Regions from separate parts of the Sus scrofa genome. Here region 1 is linked to region 2. The links are chromatin contacts, called in public HiChIP or PLAC-seq maps. All regions are on one chromosome and are shown on one strand. Each heading gives the region's core, a stretch centred on a gene start, on an enhancer-like site or on the middle of the called end of the contact. The rest is flanking DNA. Distances are from core to core; before and after follow the strand shown.

Evidence for each region. HiChIP or PLAC-seq counts read pairs in DNA pulled down with a chosen protein or histone mark.
Region 1: an H3K27ac HiChIP or PLAC-seq map of alveolar macrophages shows a contact between it and region 2. The contact joins two enhancer-like sites. A contact is called at or near these places in 2 of 47 Hi-C or Micro-C datasets (liver and mesenteric adipose tissue) and 1 of 2 datasets of contacts at active chromatin or transcription factors (alveolar macrophages).

What each region holds. Positions count from the first base shown.
Region 1 is chr2:140,366,062-140,370,710 of Sscrofa11.1, reverse strand. It overlaps KDM3B (lysine-specific demethylase 3B), which reads right to left. Exons shown (of 26, transcript XM_003480917.4): 3 at 2,352-2,519. Among named protein-coding and RNA genes, the nearest start is that of KDM3B, 22 kb to the right of the region's middle. Within about 2 kb of position 3,145, at least 7 of the 83 cell types and tissues checked have an H3K27ac peak or open chromatin away from gene starts, as enhancers often do. A contact at or near this core is called in alveolar macrophages, where this site is marked.
Region 2 is chr2:140,232,287-140,237,387 of Sscrofa11.1, reverse strand. It overlaps a transcript of CDC23 not described here. Among named protein-coding and RNA genes, the nearest start is that of CDC23, 4.1 kb to the right of the region's middle. Within about 2 kb of position 1,832, at least 3 of the 83 cell types and tissues checked have an H3K27ac peak or open chromatin away from gene starts, as enhancers often do. A contact at or near this core is called in alveolar macrophages, where this site is marked.

The DNA.
Region 1 (4,649 bases), core at 1,896-4,395, 130 kb before region 2:
ACTGCTGGCAAGAATGTGGAGAAGGGAGAACCCTTGTGCACGATCAGTGGGGAGTGTCAATTTAGCGCAGCACTGTGGAGGCAGTATGGAGGTTCCTTAAAAATTAAAAATAGAGGGTGGAGTTCTCATCGTGGCTCAGTGGTTTACAAATCTGACTAAGATCCATGAGGATTTGGGTTCGATCCCTGGCCTCGCTCATTAAAGGATCCGGTGTTGCTGTAAGCTGTGGCGTAGGTCAGAGACACAGCTCAGATCCTTGTGTTGCTGTGGCTGTGGTGTAGGCTGGCAGCTGTAGCTCCAAATCAACCCCTAGCCTGGGAACCTCCACATGCCACAGGTGTGGACCTAAAAAGCAAAAAATAAATAAATAAATAAGTAATAAAAAATAGAAAAGTTCCTGTCGTGGCTCAGCAAGTTAAGAAACTGACACAGTGTTCAGGAGTTCCCGTTGTGGCTCAGTGGTTAACGAATCCGACTAGGAACCATGAGGTTGCGGGTTTGATCCCTGGCCTTGCTCAGTGGGTTAGGGATCTGGCGTTGCCGTGAGCTGTGGTGTAGGTTGCAGACGCGGCTTGGATCCCGCGTTGCTGTGGCTCTGGTGTAGGCCGGTGGCTACTGCTCCGATTAGACCCCTAGCATGGAAACCTCCAGGTGCTGTGGGAGCGGCCCAAGCAATGGCAAGCAATGGCAAAAAGACAAAAAAAAGAAACTGATACAGTGTTCATGAGGATGTGGGTTCGATCCCTGGCCTTACTCAGTGGGTTAAGGATCCAGTGTTGCTGCAAACTGAGGTGTAGGTCACAGACGAAGCTCAGATTATTGGACCTGGTGTTGCCACAGCTGTGGTGTAGTCTGCAGCTACAGCTCTGATTCAAATCCTAGCCCAGGAACTTCCAGATGCTGCAGGTGTAGCTAGAAAAAGAAAACAAACAAAACTATCATATGATGCAACAATTCCACTTCTGGGTATTTATCTGAAGGAAATGAAATCAAAAAAAAAAAAAATATATATACACACACACACACACACACACACACATATACATATACACACATATGCATATACATACATATATACACACACATATATATATACACACACATACACACACACACACACACACACACACACACACACACACACACACACACACACACACACATATATTTTTTTGTCTTTTTAGGCCTGCACCTGCAGCATACGGAAGTTCCAGGCTACAGGTTGAATCAGAGTTGCGGCTGCCATCCTACACCATAGCAACACAGCAGCTGAGCTGTGTCTGCAACCTATACCACACCTCACAGCAACGCTGTATCTTTTACCCCACTGAGTCAGGCCAGGGATCAAACCCACATCCTCACGGATACTAATCGTGTTCTTAACCTGCTGAGCCACAAAAGGAACTCCTGAAATCACTATCTGGAAGAGATATCTGCATCCCCATGTTCAGCATACAGCGTTATTTACAAGAGCCAAGACGTAGAAACACCTAAGTATCTGGTGATGGATGAATGGATAAAGAAAATGTGGTGTATACACACAGACACACATGAATATTACACACAATGAAAAATTATTCAGTCATAAAAAAGGAGACAATCTTGCCATTTACAAGAACATAGCTGAATCTCCAGGGCATTATGCTAAGTGAAACAGACAGAGAAAGACAAATGCGGTACGATTTCACTTACATGCAGAACCTCAAACAACTGATCTCATAGACTCGGAGTGGTTGCCAGAGGTGGGAGAGTGGGGGGAATGGATGAAAGCGGTCAAAGGGTATAAAATGAGTAAGTTCTGGGCATCTAACGTATAGCATGATGACTATAGCTAATAATGCTACTGTATTATATACTTGAAAGTATACCTTAAAAGGTCTTATACAAAAACATAACTATGTGAGTCAATGGAAGTGTTAACTAACCTTATTGTGACAATCATTTCAGATACATTATATATATATGTATAAAACTATCATGTTGTATACAAACTTATACAATGTTATATGTCAACTATATCTCAATAAAGCTGGCAAAAATTAAACAGTTTCTATGGAAAAAAAAAAGACTTTAAGATTACAAACATTGTTTCATAACCTTACTATAAAAAAGCAAGGTGAAAAATTATTCAGAAACAAAGTATCAAATATTATCTAATATAAAGTTTCAGAAGACACAGGAGAAAAGATCTCCAATTTTTCCTCTGGTAACTTCAGAATAAAAGTGTGCTAAGGCCTAAGCATTGGAGTTTAGGGAATTCTAAAGAGTCCTGCTATTGGATAAATACCTTTAGTACAGGAGTAAATAGGAGTAAAAGCCAAATATGTTCCTAGCCAATAAAAGTCACTCACCAGGGCTGGCCACTGTGCAATTGAGACTCGAGTGCCCTGGACAAGGACTGGGTCCTTCCGGGGTGCCCATACCAGAGACCCTTCCAGCAGAAGCACAATAACCTCTTCAGCGTGAACTTTAACCCAGGAGTGTTCCTTCCAGTTACAGCCGTCAAATTCTACAAAGATCTAGAAAAAGAGTTAAAAATCAATCTTTAGGTTACCTTTGGAAAAATCCAACATTACAATGCATGAACAAACACAAACCTTCTGTTTTGAAAAAATGACTAGGTAAAATTCTACTATCTTATTTTTAAGTTCTTTTAATGGATTTCAATAAAAAACAATCTTACTTCAAAGCCAGGAAGCTGCTCTCATCCTCACTCTGAAAAGAGGGTACAGAGTTAAGGGGTTGTAAGTTATCTACAGTTAGTAAATTTTTAGCTGTGACCCTACTGAGATTTTCAACTCTCAGTTTCCAATTCACATCTAGGCACACCAGCTGGGGGCTTATTATACATAAGGCACTATGCTAGGTTCAGGAATACAGAGAAGAATCTAGCACAGTTCCTGGTCTCAAGGAGCTCAAGAGTTTAATATGTGGGAAGAGAAATTTTCTTATATTTCTTCTGAAAATGACTCAAATTTTAAAATTAATTTTGAATAGGTTATATACACACATGGTACAAAATTCAAAAGGATAAACACTAAAAAAAAAAAAAAAAAAAAAAAAAGACTCTCCCAGTCCCCTGAGTGAATTTTTATAGTACCACTAACTGCCGGGAGTGATCTCACATCGACCAGCAGAGGCACACTGTCATCACAGTCATCACAACGATGCTTTGCTTCCTCCCAGAAAAGGCTCCGCTTTTTGAGATATACTTAAGTAGCCTCTGTAAGGAGTTTTTGAAATCAATTCATATTAAATGAAACTACATTTTTCTTTCTTTCTTTTTGGCCGTACCCATGGCACACAGAAGTCCCCAGGCCGGGAAATGAAACTGCACCACAGAACTGATCTGAGCTACAGCAGTGACAATGCCAAATCCTTAACTGCTAGGCCACCCAGAAACTCTGAAACAACATTTTTCTAATAAATAGCATACTTAGGCTTAACTTTTCCATATAAATTCTGATATCTGAGCCTGTTCAATACAGCATAAAAAGGAAGACATATGCATATAGATATCAATATTTAGAACAGAAATTCTAGGGCCCAAAATACAGCTGGTCACAAAAAGAAAGACTAAAGCATTTATATCCCATTTCATTTTTTTTTTTTCGTCTTTTTGCTATTTCTTGGGCTGCTCCCGCAGCATATGGAGGTTCCCAGGCTAGGGGTCGAATCAGAGCTGTAGCCACTGGCCTATGCCAGAGTCACAGCAACATGGGATCCGAGCCGCGTCTGCAACCTACACCGCACGCAGCTCACAGCAATGCCAGATCCTTAACCCACTGAGCAAGGGCAGGGACCGAACCCAAAACCTCATGGTTCCCAGTTGGATTTGTTAACCACTGCGCCGCGCCGGGAACTCCCCATTTCATTTTTTTTTTTTTTTGTCTTTTGTCTTTTTGTTGTTGTTGTTGTTGCTATTTCTTGGGCCGCTCCCGCGGCATATGGAGGTTCCCAGGCTAGGGGTTGAATCGGAGCTGTAGCCACCGGCCTACGCCAGAGCCACAGCAACGCGGGATCCGAGCCGCGTCTGCAACCTACACCACAGCTCACGGCAACGCCGGATCGTTAACCCACTGAGCAAGGGGCAGGGACCAAACCCGCAACCTCATGGTTCCTAGTCGGATTCGTTAACCACTGCGCCATGACGGGAACTCCCCCATTTCATTTTTAAAGAATTTTAGTTGGCTCCTGGGAAATATGCAATAAAATAAAATATAAATTAAAAAATCAAGGCTAAGCAAACTACAAAGTGTAAAAAGAGGTAATGAGCTCCCGCTGTGGTGGAATGGGATTGGCAGCATCTCTGCAGTGCCAGGATGTAGGTTCAATCCCCTGCCCAGCACAGGGGGTTAAAGGATCCGGTGCTGCACTGGAAATTGGATCTGATCCCTGGCCCAGGAACCCCATATGTCATGGGGTGGACAAAAAAGAGAGAAAAAAAAAAAAAAGGAGGGAAAACTTGATCACGCAATAAGGATTTATACAGCTATATGACTGCATGATATATGGCATGATTGAGTGATTGATTGATTTGGCTCTGAGCTTCCCAAAGGTCACTATGAAAATGGAGAGGTCAGCTGCACAGTCCTCACTGTCTAAAAGGAAAGCACAAAGCAATTACTCAGGGAAGCAACACTTTCCAA
Region 2 (5,101 bases), core at 583-3,082:
GGGCCAGGGATTAAAGCCGAAGCCACAGCAGTGACCTGAGCTGCTGCACTGACGTCACTGGATCCTTAACCTGCTGCACCACAAGGGAATTTATTTTCCTTCTTTTTAAACAATTGTTTAAAAATTACGGGAGTTCCCGTCGTGGCACAGTGGTTAACGAATCCGACTAGGAACCATGAGGTAGCGGGTTCGGTCCCTGCCTTGCTCAGTGGGTTAACGATCCGGCGTTGCCGTGAGCTGTGGTGTAGGTTGCAGATGCGGCTCGGATCCCGAGTTGCTGTGGCTCTGGCGTAGGCTGGCAGCTACAGCTCCGATTCAACCCCTAGCCTGGGAACTTCCATATGCCGCAGGAGCGGCCCAAGAAATAGCAAAAAGACAAAAAAAAATAAATAAATAAATAAAATAAAAATTATTCCAGGGCCCAGACCCAGGAGTGTAGATGACCCTAGCACTTCATTTTCTGACAGGGTTAGTATCCTCCGCTTAACAGCACACCTGCCAGGAAAGTGCTTTTCGCCACCTAGTGGATGCTTGATAAACACTTGCTGAACTGAACCCAGAATGCAAGAGAAATTGCACAAGCACACAGCTGCTTTTAATATCTTTGTTGGGAAGAAAACTTACCCTACCAGAGAAAGAGGAAGGAAAGGAGGGAGGAAGGGAAAGAGTTTATTACTGGGTACTTTGTGTATCATTTCCTCTGGTCCTTAGAGCAGCCCTTTGTGCTCAGTGACAGACCATCTGTATTAGCACCCTCATTTCACATATGAAGAGGTTTAGTGACTAGCCACTGCTGGTAGGTCTTTCTGATTCCAAAGTTCAGGTCTTTTTCCATTATACTACAAAGTTCTTCTATCGGAGAATAAATGATTTTTAAATAATAATAAAAATACAGGGCATTCCTGTCATAGCACAGCGGAAATGAATCTGACTAGTATCCATGAGAAAGCGGGTTTGATCCCTGGCCTCGCTCAGTGGGTCAGCCATCTGGCATTGCCGTGAGCTGTGGTGTAGGTCACAGACACGGCTCGGATCTCTCATTGCTGTTGCTGTGGCTGTGGTGTAGGCCAGCAGCTGTATCTCCGATTTGACCCCTAGCCTGGGGTTCTCCACATGCCAAGGGTGCGGGCCTGAGTTGTTTATATATATATATATATATGTATATATATATGTATATATAAAAACAACTCCTATTTATTGACTTCCAACCATATGCCAAGGTCTGTGCCAAAGATTTCACATAAATGATTATCTCATTTAACCCTTGTGCAAATATCGTCTTATTAAATCTCACCACAACCATTTAAGGTTGGTATTTTTCTTATTATTCCCATTTTATAGATAAGGATACTGAAGTCCATAAGAATTAAGTATCTTGCTCTAGGTTTCATAGCTGTGAAATGGCAGAGTGCAGAAAGAAAAAAAAAATTCTTTAAAAGGAACAGAATAGAGAGTTATGTTGTGGCATAGCAAGTTAAGGATCTGGCATCGTCCCTGCAGCAGCTCTGGTGACTGCTGTGGCTCAGGTTGGATCCCTGGCCTGGCAACTTCCATGTGCTGCCAGTGCAACCTAAATAAATAAGTAAATAAACAGAGCAGAATGAAAGAAAGAATGTACAAAAAAGAAGAAAGGAAAGGAGAAAAGGCAAAGGGAAGAGATGGAAGGAGGAAGCAGACTTTTGCTGGAGGGGCTTCTAAAGAACTGATAATCTCTTTGGTCTTGGCCACAAAAGAGGTGAGGACGGCGACGTCATCATTGGGAAAGTGTCACAGTAATGCATACACACTGTGCCACCTTCAGAAGTCCATCTGTGACAAATGTGGTTACTCGGCCAAGAAGAAGAGAGAGTATGACTGGGGTGCTAAGGCTAAAAGGGAAATACTGTAACTGGTGATGAGGCACCTGAAAAATTATATGTTGCATGTTCTTTAAGGAACAATACCTAAACCCAAGAGGGCAGCTGTTGCAGCATTCGGTTCATCTTGTGGATTTCAGCAATTAGTCATGCAATAAATGTCTGGTTTAAAAAAAAATTGGGGGTGGGAGGCAGTTCCTGTCGTGGTGCAGCGGAAATGAGTCTGACTAGGAACTTGAGGTTGCGGATTTAAACCCTGGCCTCGCTCAGCGGATTAAGGATCTGGTGTTGCCGTGAGCTGTAGTGTAGGTCGCAGAAATAAATAGGTCGCAAAATAAATAAATAAATAAAATAAAAAAGAACTGGTTAAAAAAATAAAGATCTGGTAATGTTCTATTTCTTAATCTGAGTAGTGAGTCAAAGTCAAGGTACTCTTCTAGTATTCTTTTTTTTTGGGGGGGGTTTGTCTTTTTAGGGCCGCACCTGAGGCATATGGAGGTTCCCGGCTAGGAGTCAAATCAGAGCTGTAGCCACCGGCCTACACCAGAGCCACAGCAATGCAGAGATCTGAGCCGCGTCTGCGACCTACATCACAGCTCACAGCAGCGCCAGATCCTTAACCTGCTGAGTGGGGCCAGGGATCGAACCCTCAACCTCATGGTTACTAATCAGGTTCTTTACCCACTGAACTACGATGGGAACTCCTCTTTTAGTATTCCTTAAATTGTTCTTATGTACTGTATGTTATATATGGGCACACTTATATACTATAAGTTATCATATCTGTTAAATGCAAATTAGTGATCGTATATGTAAAGATCCCAGCAGAGAGTAAGTGTTCAAGAATAGCTTACATGTATCCAGTGCTGAGTCTGTTAACAATTGCTCTAAATATATTACACGAATTATTTCATTCAGTTCTAATCCAACTGAGTAGCAGGAATTATTATTATCTTCATTTTATCAATGAGCGATCTCAAGGAAATAGAATAAATGATATTTCCAAGATCTTGGGAATATGGTAATAGTGGAGTTAGGTTTAAACCTAGGTAATATGGCTTAGAGTCCACAATCTATAGCTCTCCACTCGACTGCCTTAGGATAAAGAACTCATTATTATCAGCATTCTTCCTCTGGAGTGAGAGGAAAGGTAAAAGGAGGCCTAAGGTCAGTTCAGAAATAAAACGCCTTTGAACCAGGCTGACATTGGTGGTGTTGGAAGGTCAAGGAAGCAGAGGTCAGGGGTTCACAAAGTTCTGCATCATTAAAGGTGGTGATTGTGGCTTTCATTTTTTAAAACATTTAACAAATAAGATAATTATTTAAATAGTTTCTGGAAAAAAGGGAACAGTTTTGAGTCTCGACTGAATGAAAGAATGAATGTGAGGTGGTTCCTGGTGGTCAGATGAACATGAAACAGTGTACAGCTGACCCCTGAATAACATGGGGGTTAGGGGTGCCAACCCCTCAGTAGAAAATACAAGTATAACTTTTGCGTTCCTCAATACTTAACTACTAATTACCTACCTTTTTTAATTTTTTTTTTTTAAAGGGCCCCACCTGTGGCGTATGGAGGTCCCCAAGCTAGGAGTCAAATCGGAGCTGCAGCTGCCAGCCTATGCCAGAGCCCCACAGCAGTGCTGTATCCGGGCCATGTCTGTGACTTATACCACAGCTCACAATGATACTGGATCCTTTAACCCACTGAACCAGGCCAGGGATTGAACCCTTGTCCTCATGGGTTTGCAACCTCCTAAGCCACAATAGGAACTCCTAATAACCTACTCTTAACTGACGTTTAACCTGTAACATAAGCAGTCAATTAACAATATTTTGTGTGTTTTAGGCACTATATAGTGTATACTTACAATAAAGTAAACTGGAGAAAAATATTAAGAAAGGAAGAGAAAGAGCTCCCTGGTGGCCCAGAGATTAAGGATCCAATGTTGTTCCTCCTTTGGCTTGGGTTTGATCCCTAGCCTGGGAACTTCCACATGCTGTGTGCGCACCCCCCCCCCAAATAAGAAAGAAAAAGAAAGGAAGAGAAAATACATTTAGAGTACATATATGTATTTATGAAAAAAAATCTGCATGTAAGTGAATCTGCACAGTTCTAACCCACATCATTCAAGGGTCAGCTGTTTTACTCAGTTGAACACTGGAAGCCTCTCTGTTGGTTCTGACTGTTGTAGTGCTTTATTCTGTCACATATACATTAAAAATTTACCCACGATGGATAATAGTTAATGTCTCTAGGCAGGGAGTTCCCATCGTAGCTCAGAGGAAACCAATCTGACTGGACTCCATGAGGACACAGGTTCAATCCCTGGCCTTGCTCAGTGGGTTAAAGATCTGTCATTGACATGAGCTGTGGTGTAGGTTGCAGATGTGGCTTGGATCCTGGGTTGCTGTGGCTGTGGCTTAGTCTGACAGCTGCTGCTCCGATTAGACCCCTAGCCTGGGAACCTCCATATGCTGCGGGTATGGCCCTAAAAAGACAAAAGACAAAACACACACACACACACACACACACACACACACACACACACAAACCCAACCCTGTAAACAGTATATACCACTTGAAGTTCTGAAAGGATAAATTAAAAATATAACTCCTGAGTTAAGAAACACAGATCATCTTCTCTCTAAATAGTTTTTTTGATAGTCAAGATGTATCTTATTTCATTTATTTACTTATTTAATTTTTTTTTTCACTCATCTTTTTGGCTACGCCAGCAGCATATGGAAATTCCTGGGCCAGGGATGGAATCTGAGCTGCAGCTGAGACCTATACCAGAGCTATGGAGACACGAGATCCTTAACACGGGAACTCTTAGATGTATCTCATTTTATGTTTTTTTTTTTGGCTGCCCCACAGCATATGGAAGTTTCCTGGTGAGGGATCAGATTCCAGGGGGCAGTTGCTGCCTATGCCACAACTGTGGCAATGCTGGATTCTTAACCCACTGTGCCAGGCTGGGGATCAAACCTGGGTTCTGGTGCTCCAGAGACACTGCTGATCCGGTTGAGCCACAAAAGCTACTTTATAGCTGATATGAGTGCTGAATAATTTTTTTCTTTTTTTAAATTTATTTTTATTTTATGTTGGAGTGTAGTTGATTTACAATGTTGTGGTAGTTTCAGGTAAACAGCAAAGTTATACATATACAACATTTATTCTTTTTCAGATTCTTTCCCCATGTAGATTATTACAGAATATTGAGTAGAGTTCCCTGTGCTGTACA